4 separate regions of the Sus scrofa genome follow, and regions 1, 2 and 3 are each linked to region 4. The links are chromatin contacts, called in public Hi-C, HiChIP or PLAC-seq and promoter capture Hi-C maps. All regions are on one chromosome and are shown on one strand. The core of a region is the stretch at or near the end of the contact, and the rest is flanking DNA. Distances in the headings are between cores, read along the strand shown. Region 1 holds the start of CISH (cytokine inducible SH2 containing protein). Region 2 holds the start of TUSC2 (tumor suppressor candidate 2). Region 3 holds the start of TMEM115 (transmembrane protein 115). Region 4 holds the start of DCAF1 (protein VPRBP).

Region 1 (4,186 bases), core at 737-3,236, 660 kb before region 4:
GCTGAGTCTGCCAGGTCAAAGGAAGGAAGAGAGGGGAAAGCAGTGTAGAGATGACAGCATGGACAAAAACAGCCAGGTATTGCTTATGAGACAGGAAGAGGTAGGCAGGAGCCTGTAGCAGGAGGGGAACGAGATCTGATAGTGTAGGTTATAGGTGACTCAGAAGATTTCAATAAGTCAGGGGGCCCATGACCACTCCTAAGAAGGGGCCATAAGACCCTGGCACCCCACAGCCTGCTAATACTTTTCTACCCCTGCTCTAGCTAGCTGTACCTTGGGAGCTCTGGAATCCTTCTTGGGGAACTGGAGGTTGAGTTCCAGGGGACTGGCTGATGGCTGGTCTACTGGGACCCAGAGCTCAGCTCAGGCCCAGGAGTCTTCTAGGAGTATGGTAGGCAGCTAGCCTGTCAGGCCAGATGGAGCCTCTTGGGGTGGACATACCCACCTTAGCAGGGCACACGTGGGTGTGGGCAACCTCCAGGGTTGACATGTATCCAGGTGTGTGAATGGCTGTATTGGTCACCAAAAGCTCCTGGTGAGTGTATATCTGGGGAGGGTTGTGTCCACAGCCTTGTCATCATCATGGTGGTGCTGGTGGCTAGTGTGTTCCAGGTGAGGGTGGCCTGTATGTGTATGTACCTGCTGTGGACCCCAGCCTGTAGGTTCTGCCTGGGAACATAAGCCAATGGGGCGAACTCAGCCCTGAGAGGGAATCACCCCTCAGCAAGGCTGACAACCCAGACCTACAGTTGGGAATCCCTTGCTCCCTACCTCAGGAGGACACTAACTGGTCTGTGGCTGTATGTGTGCAGGTCTTAAAAATCTTGCTCCCTGCCACCCAATGCTGGCCCTGTAGTTTCAAAGGGGCCTTCAGCTGGAGCAAAGTGAAAAAGTATGGGAGCTCGGAATTGGATGGGTCCCAAGGACAAAGGCAGTGGGGGTGGGGGGAAGGTGTTCTGGAGTCCCAAAATTCAGAGAGGAGGAAGGGAGATGATGGAGGCAATCAGAGAGAAATATAGAAGTATGTACAGTCTTCCTAGCCCCTCTAGGTCTCCTCCCTGGAAACAGGACTGCTCAGAGCAAGGGGCATGTCAGCCTTGCCCCACCTTCCACCCTTCTTCACTTGGTACTATGCCAGTTTTAATAACAGCAGTCCTTGGGCCACCCAGCTCTCCCTGGCTGTGGAGCACCTACTCACACCTCCCTGGAGCTTTCTGAGCTCCTATCAGATCAGTCTGGAGAGCATCAGACTCCTTGGTTGAGGCTCTGGATGGAAGGAACGTGCCAAGAATACTCAGCTGAGGCCAAAATTCTGTTTTATCAGTCCCCACCCGACCCGTGCAAGTCTTTGGGAACTTTGGAGAAGGGAGGCAGGAGCCAAGGTCCTTCTCACTTTGGGATCCCAGATTGGACTGAAAGAAGGAGTGAGGCCACTGCGAGAGTGCCTTCAGCAGGACCAGGCCAAACCTAGGGGACAGGTTTGGGGACTAACCCCCTAGGGGATAGGGGAGGGGACAGGCAAGGATCTCATGCTGGCTACCCAAGAAAAGCCTAACTGGCTACCCAAGAAAAGCCTGTGGTAGGAGAGTGGATGACAGTCCAGAGAGGGGAAGGGGCTGGCCCAAGGTCACCACTAGGCCTTTGGGCCAGCAGGCTAGTGTCCAGCGATCAGGGCCCAGAAAGAGGTATGGGCTGCCTGAGGCCTCTACCTGCTCCAGACAGAACCCAAGCTTAGCCCACCCTGTGTTTCTCCTGTCTTCAGCCGACCCCCAGTTTCTCTACCCACAGTGCCAGCAGAGGTAGTGACGAAGTTGTCACCATTTCCTGCTGTCACTCCAGAGGTCTTTCCGAGCTCGGCCATCAAGCTCAACCCGTCAAGCCCCCTTAATAACTCCGTGGCTAGCACGAGGCTAGTACTCTCCCGCGTCCCAGCGCCGACTTGGGAGTGGGCAGAAAGCCGCGCTTACCCCTGAACGCAGAGGACCATGTCCCAGCAGCAGCAGCGGCAGCTCCGGAGCTGGGGCTCGGCCGGACAGCGACGGCTGAACGGAGCCAGTGGGCGCGGATCGCGCTCACAAGGTAGGCTCCCGAGGCGCACGGGCGGCGGACCGGGACTGAGAGGAGGCAGCTCAGGCAAGCGGAGAGGGAGCGGGGGGCGGGCCGGGAGGCGGGGCGGGGCGAGCAGCCTAATCTTTTGTCCTCTGTGTCCCAGCCCTTCCCGGAAGCGACGTCTTCCTAGAACCGCCGGCTGTGCGGCCGGGAGGGGAGGGGTGCGAGCGGAGGCGTCTGGTCCCTAGTCTGGGGCCAAAGGCCGCCACTAAAGGAAACACATTTGATAGATTTCCAAGAACTTTCCAGGAAAATGGGGCGGGATCCTACGTGACGACCAATCGAAGTTCAGGAGGCGGAGCCGAGTGGTCAGGGAGGGCCAATTACAGCTCTAGGACTTTAGGCTGACGTGACCAGGCGAGGTTGAGTGTGATCTAGAGAACCTTGGGGGAAAGACCGAGTTGAAGAAGGCTAGGGAGGTGCTAATGCTCTACCCACCCCAGCCCAGATTTCCTTCCGGCACTTGCTTCGTGGGTGACAGGCCCCATTATCTCTCTGTAGACCAGTGGCAGCACGAGCGCCGGGTCAAAGGCCTGTCCTCCCAGCCAGCGGCTCCTTCAATGTGGTCTGTCTAGTCTGCGAGCGCCCCCTGTGGGCTTCACTTGCTCCCCAAGACTGTTGGGGGAAGTGGGTAGCTTGGGGTGTGGTTTGGAGAGGGACATTGGGGGAGGGATGGGGTGCCGAGGGAGTACTCAAATCCCAGGCGGTCAACGGGGATCAAGCCTGGGGCCACCACGGCCTAAAGGATACAGACGAGATAGTTTTCACTGAGAGCTGGGGGAGAAGGCACCGTTAAAACCTTTGCACCAGGCAGGGCCACCCAGTCTCGGCCCCAAGCTGGCCGGCCCTCCAATTTGGGAAGAAATGACTACCGATCTGAGGCAGGCCAGGATAGTGAGCCCCAGGTCACCCCACAGGACAGTCCACAAGGGTCTCTGCATTGCTGGGCCCCCTAAAAATGTGGGAGAGAGACCCGGAGTGCCAAACACCCAGAGATAAACTGAAGGTAAGATAATAAGGGTAGAGAGTTGAAGCAGTGACACCCCTGCTCCCATCTACATGGAGCACTTGACACATCAAGATCCTCAACAGCTGGTATTGCCCTCTCTGTGCTGAGACCCAGGGAAAAAGTCAGAAGCCCACGCTCCCACCCCTGATCCTCTACCTTTTCCCAGTTCACTGGACTCACCAGGGAGCATCTTGAAAGACCATAGGGGCTGCATATACTTCCTCCAAGCTCTTGGGACAGAGGAGAGAGAGAGTTGGAGAAGTGGCAGGGTCCACACCCCCCTTCCCACTGCCTGATGTGTACCTTATAATCCCAGGTTCCCTGGAAAGAAGGTAAGCTTCAGGTCCCCAAGCAGGGATGACAGACTTCTGGCAGTGTCCAGAGGCTTAAATGGTAGTATCCAGGCTTTCCTCAGGGCAGTTAGGGCTGAGCTTGCCCTGCCTTGAAGGGGATGGAAAACAGAGGAAATCCAAAAGCATGGTGTTGTGAAAAGGACAAAATGACAAATAATGGTTAGGTGAGAATTGACATCAGGGAACCTACTTCTCTGTAAATTTCCTGAAGGGAAGTTGAGCTTTAGTGAAGTTTTACCAGCCCTCCTGAGGAAGCCAGAAGCTGCTTGCATGGGATGGGGATGGCTGTGGTGACCTCACTGCCCACTTTGATGGCTGGGGCACCTGGAGAGCCAGCATGGGGCCTCTGTGTAAGGTGCCATTTCTCCAGTAGGAATTGTCTGCTGCCCCACTTTACTATGAAGAGAAAGGGTCTTCACAGCTGACAAGTAAGAGAGCTGGAATTTGAACGTAGATCCCTGTGGAGACAAATCCCAAGCTCTCTACCCCAAGACTCTACCCCTTTCTTCTAACTGTCACTACTTTACTGAAGTCTTAGTAGGTGCCAGATGCTTTCAGCTGTTTCCAGCCCCATTTCAGCCCCCTACTACATATCGCCTCCTCTTTACAGGTGAGAAACTGAGCCACAGAGAGATATCCCCCATAGACATACCCCTTATCTTACAGGCCCTACCCCTTCCCCTACTTCCTTTCTAGGCTCCTGTGGCAAGTCAAC
Region 2 (4,256 bases), core at 740-3,239, 940 kb before region 4:
GGCTCACACCTCATAGAGGATCACAGGGAAATCCACGTGGATGCGGGGGGGATCCAGCTTCACGATGCCCTGCCATGGAAACAGAGGCTAGTGAAGGCCAGCTCAGGGCCCCTACTCCAGGAAGCCTTCTTGTTCCTCCCAGCTCCGCCCCCAAAAGCCCCCACCATGACAGCAGACCCCATCTGGGTCTACCTCCACACACTCAACACAGGCTCTGTGACCACTGCCCAGCCCCTCACCTGAGGAATCAGGTTCTTATGCACCCGCCTCAGCTTGGCCCGCTTCTGCCCGTTCTTGGTGATGATTGTCTCCTCATAGAACTCGTGAGCCAGATCCCCATCCTCGTCATAGAACATGGAGCTGTGTAGAGGGAGAGGGGAACAGGCTGGGCTGAAGTCCCACACCTAGTCATGGCAAATGCCACAGACCACAGGGAAGAGCGCCCTCACCCAAATGCAGAGGAAAAACTTCGGTGGGAGGAAGAGAGGATAATATGCCTGGAGAATCCCTTGCTTAGGGTCTGGGGTCTACTAGAAGGAAGTGGGGTGGTGGCCAGTGCTACTCTGTCAGACCCTGAAAAGAGAGACCATACCAAAACATCACTGGCTTGTTCAGCAAGAGTAGCCCTTCCATCAGGCTCTTGTCTTCACCCAGGACTTCTAAAGTGAGCAGGATGGTGGCCTGGGCATGTTGGTGTCACTACAGAAGACACTGCTGGCCCAGGACCAAAGCCTGAGATAGCAGATGCCTGGGCTAAGAAGAAGCCTAAAGAGGAAAAGGCTGCATCCTCCCCCACCCAGGTGGCTGATGCAGCCACTGTTGGGATCCCCCTAGTATCTTTTTTTTTTTTTTTTTAAGGGCCGCACCCGCAGCATATGGAAGTTCCTGGGCTACGGGTCGAATCCAAGCTGCAGCTGTGGGCCTACACCAAAGCCACAGCAACGGCAGATCCCCAACCCACTGAGCAAGGCCAGGGATCAAGCCAGCGTCCTTGTAGTTACTAGTCAGATTGGTTCCCGCTGAGCCACAAGGGGAACTCCCCTCCTAGTATCTAAAGACAAATCTAAACTAGCATCATCTGAGTGCCAGTCCCCAGGTGCGAGTCAGGGACAGGCCAATCTAGAGCTCCTGTCTAGACCCCCTAGGGGAGGGGAGAAGTCAGTGTTCCAGGTATGGGAAACATACCTGGTTGAGGGTCTTTTCCCAGGGCCCCATCCCCAATGCTAGGGCCCAGTCCTGCTTTCCCGGCCATTACCCAGAGAGATCCAACCCCACCACTGTGGGAAACGGAAAAAAAAAAACAAAACAGAGGGCCATTCTCCTCTAGGAAGAATTAGAGGTGAGGGAGGATAGGAGCCTTCAGCTTGTAGGCTGGAACGGAAGGAATGAAAGTGGCTCTGAAGTCTCTGAGAGGAAATCCCTATCTTAGGTTCACTGTGCGGAGGGCATGCCCAGGGACAAGCCTCAGGCCCGCTCTTCTCCTCGAGAGACCTTCAGAGCAGCCAGACCGCTAGGAACCTACTACTCCGTTTCCCCGACCCCTTGTTCCTATGGGGACCGGAAATAAGAAAATCATCCTGACTCGGGTGTAGGGGTTACAGCGGCGGGAGCGCCCCATGACGCGGGGCGCCCGGCCGCCCGTCTGTCTTCCCCAAGGCGGAACCCCGCGCCCTTACCCGCGGCGCGTGAATACGAAGGGGGGCACGACTCGGCCCCGCGGTCGCACCAAAGCTTGCTCAGCGACCGCCGCCTCCGGGCCGCCGCCCCCCGCCGCCGAGGCGAAGGGCCACAGGCCCCGAGCTTTGGAGCCGCTGGCGCCCATGTCAGGGCCACCGATGCATGGCGGGGTCCGCGGCCGCTTCGCTCTTAGAGGGCCGACAGCACCGCCATGCCCTGCCTCAGCCTCCGCTCGCAGGTGCCGCCGCCGCCGCCGCCGCCGCCGCCACCACCACCTTCAGGCTCCGCTGTCTCCACGGAAACCTCACTTCCGCTTCCGAATGCTCTTTACCTTGCCCCCTCTAATTGGTTGCTTCTCTCGTCGATCCGCGGAGCAGGGCCAATAGCCGTCCTCCGATGCTAGGCATCCTAGCATGCACTGCGAGACGTCAGTTCCCAGCAGGCCACGCTCCCTCCACCTGGGGCCGCTCCCACACAAGAAACCTGTGGCGGTGTGCTCCTGGCTTCTTCGATGTGTGTGGCGGCGTAAACGTCCACAACCCCTAGAAGTCAGGCTCAGCGGACCCGTCCAACCACCAGGTCCTCTCAAACCAGCACTTTAGGGCCTGACTTCAGGCCAGGCTGGGAAGTGCCTCTCTGGCCTCATTGTATTCCCACGCTGTTTGCTATTCCCACCGTGGCATGCGGAGAAAATACCGAACTTAAGGAGAATTGGCCAGTGGTTGTATGGCTACATTCAGGACTGAAGAACTTCAAATCGTGTTCTTTCTAAACCCACCAAAAACCATGCTTCATGAAGGTTAACATCTGTACCTTCGGTCCCATAAGCAGTGTCTGCTCCACACCAGTGTCTGAATATTTGGCGAAGTGTGTGGTTTCCCTAAGCTCCGGCCACAGCTGATGTTCTTGCCTCTACCATGCCCTGAGCTCCCAGGTGTTGACTAATGACCAAGTACATATCCATATCGCACAACCTTCACAAATTGGTCTCATGGTCCCCGTGGAAAAGGTGCTTTATGAGGCTGTCTGTCAATCTTGGCAGCCACTGGCATGAGGGGCAACTGCAGATGAGGGCCCGTAAAAGAATCCAAAAGCAGAATGCTTAAATCTTTATTCAGCCAATTCTCTCAAGCCCCAGGCCCTGATGCCCTTCACCCCGACCCCTTTCCCAACAGGAGGCAGTGAGCTGAGGTCACAAAATATTACATACATTCGCACACATCATCAAAAATACTCAAGGGAAAGACCCTGGCTTTGACTGGCAAACAAGGCACAGAGGTGGGCCAGTGCCCACACACAAACCCTGACCCAGGGACATCCTCCTTGGAGGAGGCACTGAGGCACCATTGCTGCACCATGAGCTAGCACTACCTGACCCCAGAGTGTCTGAGGAGTCAGAGGGTGCTACAGAGAGAATCCTAGACTTCCTTGATGCCTAGAATATCCATCCTTGGTTGTGACAGGGCTGTCCTGAGACCCTATCCAAGACTTAAAACACAATCTTTCACCATAGATGAGGGCCCTCATCCCTGCAAACATGACCCTATTATTTGTTTGTAGGATCTCAAAGATTCTTGTATCTAAGATACAAATTAAGTAGACTTCTGTCTGCTCCAGCCCCATTGGCAACCCTGGAGCAGCTTCCCAGGGCAACCCTGGCCCACCATGACCCAGTACATGAAGGGCAGAAGGGTGCAGAGCCATGCTCTGTTACACCCACTTGTGGACACAGGGGACCAGCTCCTTCGCTGTTCTCTGGGCTCATTCCCCCAGCAAGAGAGGGCCTCCATGCACATTCATTCCTCAGGCCACATGGGCCTTCGCACACTCACACGGCACGCCCTTGGCGCTGCCTACTCTCCTCCTTCCACCCAGGGGTACAAGAGGTCACCCCAGGGGTACAAGAGGTCACCCCAGGGGGCAGGCATGCAGGGCTTCCTGGATCTTCTGGCGGCAATAGGAGTACTTCTTCAGGATCTGGCGGAGGTGTTCCTCTTCTTCCCGCTGCAGGATGCGTAGGAAGTTGTGTAGTTCAGGCATGCTGAAAGCATCCCACTGTAGAGGGGGGGAGACACAGGCTGCAGCACACACCAACAAGCCAGCAAGCCCTCCCCAGAAAAGACCAGAGCATCATGATCACACAGCTGGGATGGGGCTTTCTAAAGTCGGCTTCTTGCCTGATGGCCTCTGCTAGGATTTCCAACGACAATCCACATACAAGATGGGCCCCACAAAGTAGGGCGGTCACCTCGTGGACAGGCAGCCAAGCCAAATGTTCCCCAGTTACCTGTGGATAATCATACCCACTCTCTCTGAGTTAAATCTCACTCTGCCTGTGTACTACCTTGGAGCTAGAAAGATTCCAGGTAAAAAGTTCTAATGCCTGAAGGGGGTGCCTCCATGTCATCCTGTGCCCATCTGTGTGACTTTGATCTGACCACCACACTGTAGAATGGGACTCCTGCATCACCGGAGGGCTTTCCACAATGGGAAAGAGCAGAGCACAAAGACATTTCTTCCTGGCTTCTTGAGTTAGGCCCTAGACCTTGGCATGAGTGTCACTTTAGCTACAAGTTTCA
Region 3 (4,527 bases), core at 449-2,948, 910 kb before region 4:
CCAGTGTTAAGTGTATCTCACTCTCTATTAGCCCTTCATGCAGCTCCAAAGGAGGCAGGGCATTTCTGGAGACTGAAGTGGCCTGAGTGGTGATAAAGGGAACTTTTACTCCCTAATTTTGCAAAGCACTTCCTGCAGCCTAGACACCTAAATGCTGATCTCAAGGCCCCAAACTGGACTTTCTCTTTCTGAATTTACCCAACATCTGACTGTAGGCTGCCAGCCAATGTACAGGAAGCACCTCAACAGATGGAATGTGACTTCATCAGTAAATACGCTCTTAACAAGGTTTGGAAGATCCCACGGTACCTTCTCCGCTCTGCATCTTGAGGGTCTGTGCCTGGGAGGCTGATGGTGATGGAGGATGGTGCGCCCACATCATAGCGCTTCACTGTCTTCTGGCATATCTTTACCTTCACCAGGAGGCCATGTACCAAGTTTGCCAACAGCCCCACCACAGGCTGCAGGATCTCAGGGAAGAAGGTGGCGAAAGCAAAGTGGTCGGCCATGTCTCCTCGGCCTCGGCTATGGCGCTGGTAGAAGCGAAGATACACCCAACTGGAGAGCAGCCCAAAGCCATAGGAGGCCAGCGCTGGGCTCTGGAGTAGTGTGGCCAGCCGCAGCAGCAACAGCAGCCCCAACAGCAGCATGGGCACCACACTGACACGAACCTGGGGCACTCGGAGCACCACACAGTCCCCCATGGTTTGCTTGAGTGCCACCAAGACACCACCTAGGAAGCCCAGGGAGCCGTGGATGCGGATAGTAAAAAGGTACACCAAGTTGAAGGAAGCCATGTAGGTGAGGAGGTAGGCGAAGGCCCCCAGCAGCCCCACAGATACGTTCACCACTGAGAAGAAGATGAGCAGCTCCAAGGCCCCCCAGAGGGGCTCCAGCAAACGTCCAGCTACCACCACTGTGGCCAGGCTAATGGCCACATCCCACACATGCTGTTCCATCAGCCCATGGGTGGCCAGGGTCCAGATCCAGAAGTTGGGTGGAAAGAGATAGCCTGGGGTGACAGCCAGGCAGCTCGTGTCCACGGCAAAGGACAGCAGGTAGAGGAATAGTACAGCAACGCACAGAGCCTTCACCACCACGCTGGCGCTGGCCAGGATGGCCCCCAAGTGTTGGCGGGCGCCCGGTAAGGCGCGCTGCATCTTCCCAGCTGGCTTCGGCCTGAGGGAAGGGTTTAGTGGGCTAGGGGCCTCCCCGGGGCCTCGTCCAAGTCCGGCCCCGACGGGAGGCCCGGGCCCGGCCTAGTCAATGGCCTATGGCCCGGGTGAAATCTCCACTTCCGGTCAGGTCGACTCCGGTCATAAACGGCAGAGCCGGGCCTGGTCGCCGGACCGGGGACTAGGCCCTTAGCAGGGGATCTGAGGGAAGGCCCTGGGTAGCTTCTGCACGCCCGCCTGGTCTCCCTGCAGGCCCCACGCCACACCAACGGGTCTGGACGTGATCTTAGGGCTCGATCTCCTCCATCCACTCTGGGATCCTACGGTCCGCGCGGCACTGGAGCCTAGTTCTGGGCCGGAGTCAAGTCTGATCAGTCCCGCCTCGGCCTGGGTCTCGGTTTCGACTCTACCTCCTCCCTTCTCAAGCGCCGACAAACAGGGGCGCTGCGCCTGCGCGCCCCGGGCGGCGGCAGGATGCCCTCTGAGCGTCGGCCTTGCGGCTCCACTGCATGCTGGGATAAGGAGTCCTGGGCCGGAGCCGGAACCAGCGGAAATCAGGATTCCGGGTAGAACACGTCCCAGGAGGCTGTGCGTCGGGCTGTTCCTGTTGGTGGTGAGAAAAGCGTGTGCTTGGGAGTTGTAGTTCCCAGGACCGTTTCTGCCAGATCTCTGGACGTGGGGGAAGGTGCACTAGCGTCGCTAACCTTGAGAGAGCGGCGAATACCAGCGGCAGCACAACCTCAGGTCACACACTTGATGAATTTCCCATGAGGAGTGGCTCAGTGTATGCCTGTACACCTGGGTGGGTGTCTCCTTGCGGGCAGGTATGTGGGTAAGAATGTTGGATGATCCAGTGGGCGCGAACTCCAGGAATTAAGGCGGTCTGCTGTATGCCTGATTCAGGTTGGAATTCTTGCTTTGCTCTTTGGCGGCTGTGTGACATTGGCCAAATTCCTGAACTTTGTTGAAGATCAGTTTCATGGACAGGAAAATGGAGATGATGACTGTACTTACTGTGAGGATCCAAGGGGACTGGGCTGTAAAATGCCAGTCTACTCTGGGCGCTCAGTGAGGGTGTTGCCCTGGCTGCCCTTGTTACAAATGAGGTGGAGCCAGTACTTGAACTAAGGCCTCCAGTCCCCAAATGGGTGATGTTGGGCCACTCTCAGTGGCTCTCCTCCCCACCACAGACAATCGCTGACCATCATGAAGAGAGGTCTCTCCACAAACTTGAGTCAGGCTGGCCTGGGGCCCCCACTTCAGTGCAATGGTGGCTTCAGGCAGGTTGTGTCCTGTGCAAATTGATTTTTTTTTTTTTATATTGAGTTACATTTTAAACAGTTGTAAAATAAAGTACATTTATGAAGTGCAGAATCCCTTCCTTTCCACCACTGATCTCAGTTCAGCTGCCATTGTGCATAGCCTACCAGGTTACAAAAGGTGTTGCTGTCCTTTATCTTTGGCATCCCACTGGATGCTGCCCCAGTGTAGGATTGCCAGATTGAGCAAATCAAGAGGGCACTCAGTTAAATTTGAATTTCAGGTAAACAATTTTTTCAGTATAAGCGCGACCCCAGTTTTTAGCATTGCTTTGTCCCATGCAGTGTTGGTAACATACTAAATATTTGTTGATTATCTGAAATAACAAATTTGACTGGATGTTTAGTATTTTATATGACAAGTCTACTCCAGGATTTTTGGGACTGCTGCAGAGCATGGGAGCTGTCCAGAGGTTGCTAGTTAGGCTTTGCTCTGTGGCCTGCTCTTGTGGAGTGAGGAAAGGTGTCTTCACTAAGGCCTGGAATGCCATCTTTCATTTATTTACCATCCAAGTTCCCCCAGCCATAGGCCACTTCCTTTCTGAAAACTTTACTGGTTTCTTGCTCTTCTCATCTGGGAGAAAAGATTTCTCCTGTCTCAGTTTGTTCATCTGGGATATGGGGATAAACTAGTATCCAACTCTTAGGTTGTGGTGAGGACTTAGCTGGGTGAGTGCAGAGTTTGGAGGGTGTATTCTAAGAGAGTAAGTGTCAGTAGCACTGGGAAACCTCTGCACTGGTGGCTATAAGTCTTTCCCCTTGAAAAGAACTTGAAGGTCACACAGAAGAGAGCTATTAAGAGAGCTGGCTTTAAAATGGACAAGGGTTAAAAAACAAAACAAAACAAAAAAAAACGGACAAGGGTATAGCGCTTTCCAGAGGAGGTCCGAAAGGATTTGCAGAAGCTGACTCAGAGTTGTGTTCCAATGTCGGTGGCCTCTGAGAGCACCAGGCCTCCACTGGGCTGGGAAGGAGCAGCCATCATGCTTGTGGGTGGGCCAGACCCCAGCCTCCTCTGGACTGGGTGCTCAAGGACCAGGTACTCATTCTTTGCTCCAAGTGGGGGATCTGCTCACTTGGCCCAGGTGGTCTGACCCTATGGTCAGAAGCCTGCTTAAACCAGCATCTCATCTCCATCTTATTTTCTCCACGGTCTTGGCCTTGAGCCTCTGGGAAACTCCCCCCCCCCTTAAAGACTGTTTCCTGGAGGCTTTCGAAAACATTACACAAGACAAAAGATTCTGCCACCTAGGAGGCCTGGGAAGCATCATGCCCTCCACCCACTGGATTGCTATGGCCTTCACTCCCAGTTGAGTGGTCAGTGTGGCTCTGAGGTCATGTCTTCAAGCCACCCAATCCACAGTCAGAGGCACACATAGTGGATGGGAACCATTTGAAGTGAAAATATGAACATTATTTAATAACTGATCTTCTGTAATAAACCATTTGAAAATATTTTACAAGGAATCACACACACAATATTTTACAAAGTTTTCTTGACTTTTTTGTCACTGTTGTTTTTCTGACTTGTCTGTACAAAATACAACAACCAAAAAAAAAGGGCAGATAAAAGGAAATGGCCCCCTAGTCCCCCACAGATCCCCCGAGCCCGAGGTGAGGGGGTAGCCAGGTCGGGTGGGTGATGAGAAAGATCAGACCCAGCTGGGGGTTGGACAACTACCTGATGGGAATTGTTTTGTCTGCTTTTCTGTTTTTTAAACTTAAAATATATATTAATTTTTCTGTATATGTTTCTTATTTTTATATTCTCCATTGAGCACCTGACTACACTACAGTTACACACACGCCCCTGCAAGACATGGCTGGCATCTAGGCTGGGTGTACAGCATGGGCGCCCACCCTGGCACCAGCAGCGGGCATGGACACACACTGAGAAAGCGACAAGCAACGTGACATTAATTAACAGAGCCATTAATTAATGCATCACCCTCCCCCCTCCTCCCAGTCCATCTGAGCCCCGTGGCAACATTCCCCTGCCCTCAGTCCCCCAATGGCCCCCAGGCCAAGATACC
Region 4 (3,984 bases), core at 827-3,326:
TGTGGCACAGGTTTGATCCCTGGCCCAGGAACTTCCACACAATCAGTCAAAAAAAATTTTAATTAAAAATTTTTTTTAAAAAACAGATAATAACTATTATTTTTGCGGCAGGTAACTGACTTTCTAAGGGATAAGGGTAGGAGAAAGATTTTTTTCACTGTTATTACTCTAGATTCACCATTTTTCCACTATTTTGTTATCTTCTGTAACTTTTAAATTAAACCAAAAAAATATGTGAACCTCTAATACACAATACTGAATGGACTGTTCTGCAGAAACTATCCCAAAGCCTAAAAAAAAGTACTCATTAAGGATAGATCCCACAAGGGTAAAATCCCATAAGGTTAAAATGTCTGTACACCTTCTTCCTTATTTGAAAAAAAAAAAAAAAAAACTGGGAAAAAAAAAAACCCAAGTTTGGAGCTTCGAGTAAAATTTACCTAATTACGTCTATAACATATAAGAACATGTATAACAATACTCTATTACTTTTTATGACCATGACAGAAATATAAGAAAACTGGTAACAAACCAACTTCGATCACTTCAAACATGTGTTTCATACTACTGGACAACAGACAGAATAGTAAAACACTGTGCTCAGCAATTACTCAAGAGATTTTGAACATAAAAGGATTTCCATTCTAGCTCCCAAATTCTGTATCTAATATCTCACATCCAAAAATACACTATCACTGGAAAATGGACAATAACTGTTACATACAAAGGCCAAATCTTGACAGCATCAAGTAGAAAAAATACAAATTGATTTCTAAAGAGTGTAACTATACAAGTTCACATAAACCTTAAAAGTAAACTCCCGTAAACTTGGACAAGAAAATTACAGAACAATGCCAATGAACCTCTCACTCTGTACATTAAAAAGCTTTTAGAACACGAAGATGCTGCTAATAATCATTAAAACACGTAGGCTAATTAAAATCCTTCATTGAAAAGACAGCGTAAGAAAAATTGAGGCCAACGTGACATAGACAAGGACAAGTCAGCTGGGACTCAAAAAGAACTACTACAAACACTCCAAAACTACTTCAACACAAGCGAAACCCGAGTGCTAACATGCAGTAAGAGGAAGTGAGACCAAAACCGTCTAGGAAGAGAGAGTTAAGCCAAACGCCTGACACCCAGTTAAAAACGACTATAACCCCCAGAAACAGGCTCCTGAGAAACTTGGCGGGTACTCCAAGGTTTGGCTCCAAGCTGCAGGACCCACACACATCTCATTCCACCCCTCCCTTCCACCATGGGAGTGGGAGGAGTGCCAGGAGAGCTCCGCCCCCTCGACCCATTACGGTGCCCAGCTAGTGCCGGGGGAGGCGGCAAGAGGCCGAGGAAGGGGGAAAGCCCTCCCAGGTGGCTGGAGGCGGAGACAGTATAGGAAAGGGGGGGGGCGTACAGCAGGAAGATGGAGGCCCCCAGTCCGTACGGAGGAAGACGGGGGGGACTGGAAGGTGAAAGGTGATGAGGGAAATAAGAGGCGCCCCTCCTCCAGGTAGGGGCGGGCACAGCCTTGCCCCCTACTCTGGGCTGAAGAGTTACTCTAGGGAAGTTTCTTTTGCCGGCTGGAGCAAGAACGTGAAAGCCCCGCCCCTGAGCCAAGAATCGGGAGGAGAGAAAGTCCTGTCAGGCCGCAGACCAAGCCTCCCCCGAGGCTCGGCCCGCCCCCTCTCCGCCGGCGGCCCAGGCAGGTGCCGCCCCTCCCCCAGTCCGGCGCCCACTCTCCCGCCCGCCTGGCCCGGCGCCCTGTCTCCTCGCGCCACTCCGAAAGAGCCGTCTCCCTCCTTTCTCTACTCACCTTCCCAGGCGGCTCCGCCGCACCCCCCTGACCCCGCCAGTGGCCACAGTTCACACACACAGCCTCAGGTCCCGCACTCACTCTCCCTCACTCACACACAGTGCGACCACGGCTCCAGAGCGGCCCACATATTATGCGTCACTCGCGTGCTACGTACCCCGCGCACGCGCGCGCGCGCGCGCCTCTCCCGACTTGGCGCGAGGCTCCCTGGCAGAAGGCGGGAGGAGAAGGCCAGGGTGAGCGGAGGAATATCGACGAGCCCCAGAGCCGCCTGGGAAATGGAGTTCCGCCTCTATGGGAGGGGCCCGCTAATCCTGATTGGCGTTCGAGCACTTTGCCCCCGCGCATTGGCTTCTGGGAAGTGTAGTTTTTAGCGTAAACGCGAACTGCTACATACTCATTGGTTACTCAGGAAACCGGAAGCGTGAAGTGAAAGACCCGATCCTCCCAAGCTTAGGCTCTAATTGCTAAATACCCTCTCAGTATCTTATTCGGTCCTGGGTGACAAGGGCCTTTGCTTTATTCTCTCATTTGCCCCATTATACCTAGAATATACCAGGATCTAAGAGTATTTCCCAAAGTATATGTGAAATGCCAGCACTCATTTAACAGAAGGCTCTGTTTTTTTCTTTGTCTTTCTGTTTAAGACCTTGCCTGTAGGATCAATAAATATTCATCCTAGGTATTATATGTGAGGCAGAGAAAAGGAAAAAAAACCAAAGACATAGATTAAGACAGGGCTGACCTCAGAAGCCATCTAATTTAATTCCTTTATTTTACAGGTGGGAGAAGAGAGACCAGGTCATACTGAGTGACATGACTAACATCACACAACCAGTTAGCCGCAGAACCAGAGCGACCCCTGACTCTGACACTGGATTTCTTTGACACTGGATTTCTTTTTTGGAGGCATGAAAGAGAAATGTAGCTCCATGGGTAAGCAGAATCTCTCCTGGACAAGATCCTACCAAGGCTTTATTTCTGGGAGTTCCTGAGCAAGTTTCTGTACATTTTTATGGAATTCTCACAGTCAGCACTCTCACATGAGGAACATGGAACATAGCAAGCCTGCTGCCATGCTCACGTTCTATAGCTAGTAAGAAACTAGCAAGAGCCTAGATGGTGGGTCTCTTGATTCTGTTTCCCACCAGAGCCCATTGCCCTCTTTCCAGAAAGAGACTTCCCTCCTTCACTTCAGTGTGTAACTTGAAGCAGCTACTCAGGCACAAAATTCTACAATGATGGGTGGCAGTGCTATAGAAGTGTGTCTTCTCTCTGCACCTCTGTCTCTCTGCACCTCTTTCATGTCTTGTAACTCTCTGTCTCTGTGGTTCTGGAACTTTGCTGATCTCAGTAATGGCCGCTAGGACCCCACAGGGTAGTACAGTTAGCCGCCTATACAAATGAGAAATCTGAGCCCAGACTGTGGCCCAAGGAATGGGGCCCAGGTTCATGGGTGCAGAGAGCCTGGACCATAACTTCCTACATCAATCCTCCTTCAGCTGACTCCTTCAGCTGACTTTCCTGCCATGCCTCCCTGGGCTCTGAACCCAAAATGCATGAGGATGGAGCATTTAGGACTTAGAAACTTTCCCTCTGTCCTTGATGTAACCAGTGTGGTTGTGACTTCCCCACTGACTGAAATCCTGAAAGGAAGAGAGCCCTCGTGGGAACCCAGGGTCCAGCTCTCCTGTTCCTGGCACATCCCCAACCTGCCACCTGATGGCACTGTTCCCCTTCAGAAAATCAGCCTGGGACCCTGGGTAAATGATGGGAATAAAGGGTATTCCAGAGGGCCTATGGAGGAGCCAGGGCCCAGGAGGCTGGGGAAGTAGAACAGGAGCTAGCTACACAGGCCCTGTCCAGCAACCTCTCCTTCCAGAATCTCTGTTCTATAATGCCTGTAGCCCTCCTACCTCTCCCAACACACACACACACACACACACAGGCACTCACAGAGCCACATACCTGCAGGCACTCCCAGACTCCTGCCCCAGGAAGAGGAAGAGACTGCACTCAGGTTATCGGGGCTGTACATACATTTTAAGCATGCTCATTGATACATTTCACAGGCCAGGCATATGTGTCAGAGATACAAGCATGCACTCCTGTGCATTGGCACCACTCCTCACAGCCAACACTTTGACATCTAAGTATGTGCAAACACAAAG

What was found. Promoter capture Hi-C pulls out the DNA fragments that hold promoters and counts their contacts. A called contact is a pair of places that touch in the nucleus more often than the background predicts. HiChIP or PLAC-seq counts read pairs in DNA pulled down with a chosen protein or histone mark.
Region 1: an H3K27ac HiChIP or PLAC-seq map of alveolar macrophages shows a contact between it and region 4. The contact joins the promoter of CISH here to the promoter of DCAF1 in region 4. A contact is called at or near these places in 1 of 5 promoter capture datasets (fetal skeletal muscle), 1 of 47 Hi-C or Micro-C datasets (embryonic fibroblasts) and 1 of 2 datasets of contacts at active chromatin or transcription factors (alveolar macrophages).
Region 2: a contact with region 4 is called in a Hi-C map of liver, with 4 times the contacts expected there. The contact joins the promoter of TUSC2 here to the promoter of DCAF1 in region 4. A contact is called at or near these places in 1 of 47 Hi-C or Micro-C datasets (liver) and 1 of 2 datasets of contacts at active chromatin or transcription factors (alveolar macrophages).
Region 3: a contact with region 4 is called in a promoter capture Hi-C map of liver, with 11 times the contacts expected there. The contact joins the promoter of TMEM115 here to the promoter of DCAF1 in region 4. A contact is called at or near these places in 1 of 5 promoter capture datasets (liver) and 2 of 47 Hi-C or Micro-C datasets (heart right ventricle and liver).

The regions. Positions count from the first base shown.
Region 1 is chr13:33,088,554-33,092,739 of Sscrofa11.1, forward strand. CISH (cytokine inducible SH2 containing protein) reads right to left here and starts at 1,987. Exons shown (of 3, transcript NM_001315788.1): 1 at 1,968-1,987. The coding sequence starts at 1,987.
Region 2 is chr13:32,813,383-32,817,638 of Sscrofa11.1, forward strand. It overlaps TUSC2 (tumor suppressor candidate 2), which reads right to left and starts at 1,990. Exons shown (of 3, transcript XM_003132224.4): 1 at 1,677-1,990; 2 at 240-360; 3 at 1-69. The coding sequence starts at 1,822. The coding sequence ends at 4. RASSF1 (ras association domain-containing protein 1) reads right to left here. Exons shown (of 6, transcript XM_021068824.1): 6 at 2,774-3,732. The coding sequence ends at 3,586. It also overlaps a transcript of HYAL2 not described here.
Region 3 is chr13:32,841,224-32,845,750 of Sscrofa11.1, forward strand. TMEM115 (transmembrane protein 115) reads right to left here and starts at 1,699. Exons shown (of 2, transcript XM_003132227.6): 1 at 310-1,699. The coding sequence starts at 1,160. CACNA2D2 (voltage-dependent calcium channel subunit alpha-2/delta-2) reads right to left here. Exons shown (of 38, transcript XM_021068821.1): 38 at 3,887-4,527.
Region 4 is chr13:33,748,796-33,752,779 of Sscrofa11.1, forward strand. It overlaps DCAF1 (protein VPRBP), which reads right to left and starts at 2,077. Exons shown (of 24, transcript XR_002337541.1): 1 at 1,971-2,077. It overlaps LOC110256236 (a long non-coding RNA gene), which reads left to right and starts at 2,205. Exons shown (of 3, transcript XR_002337545.1): 1 at 2,205-2,749.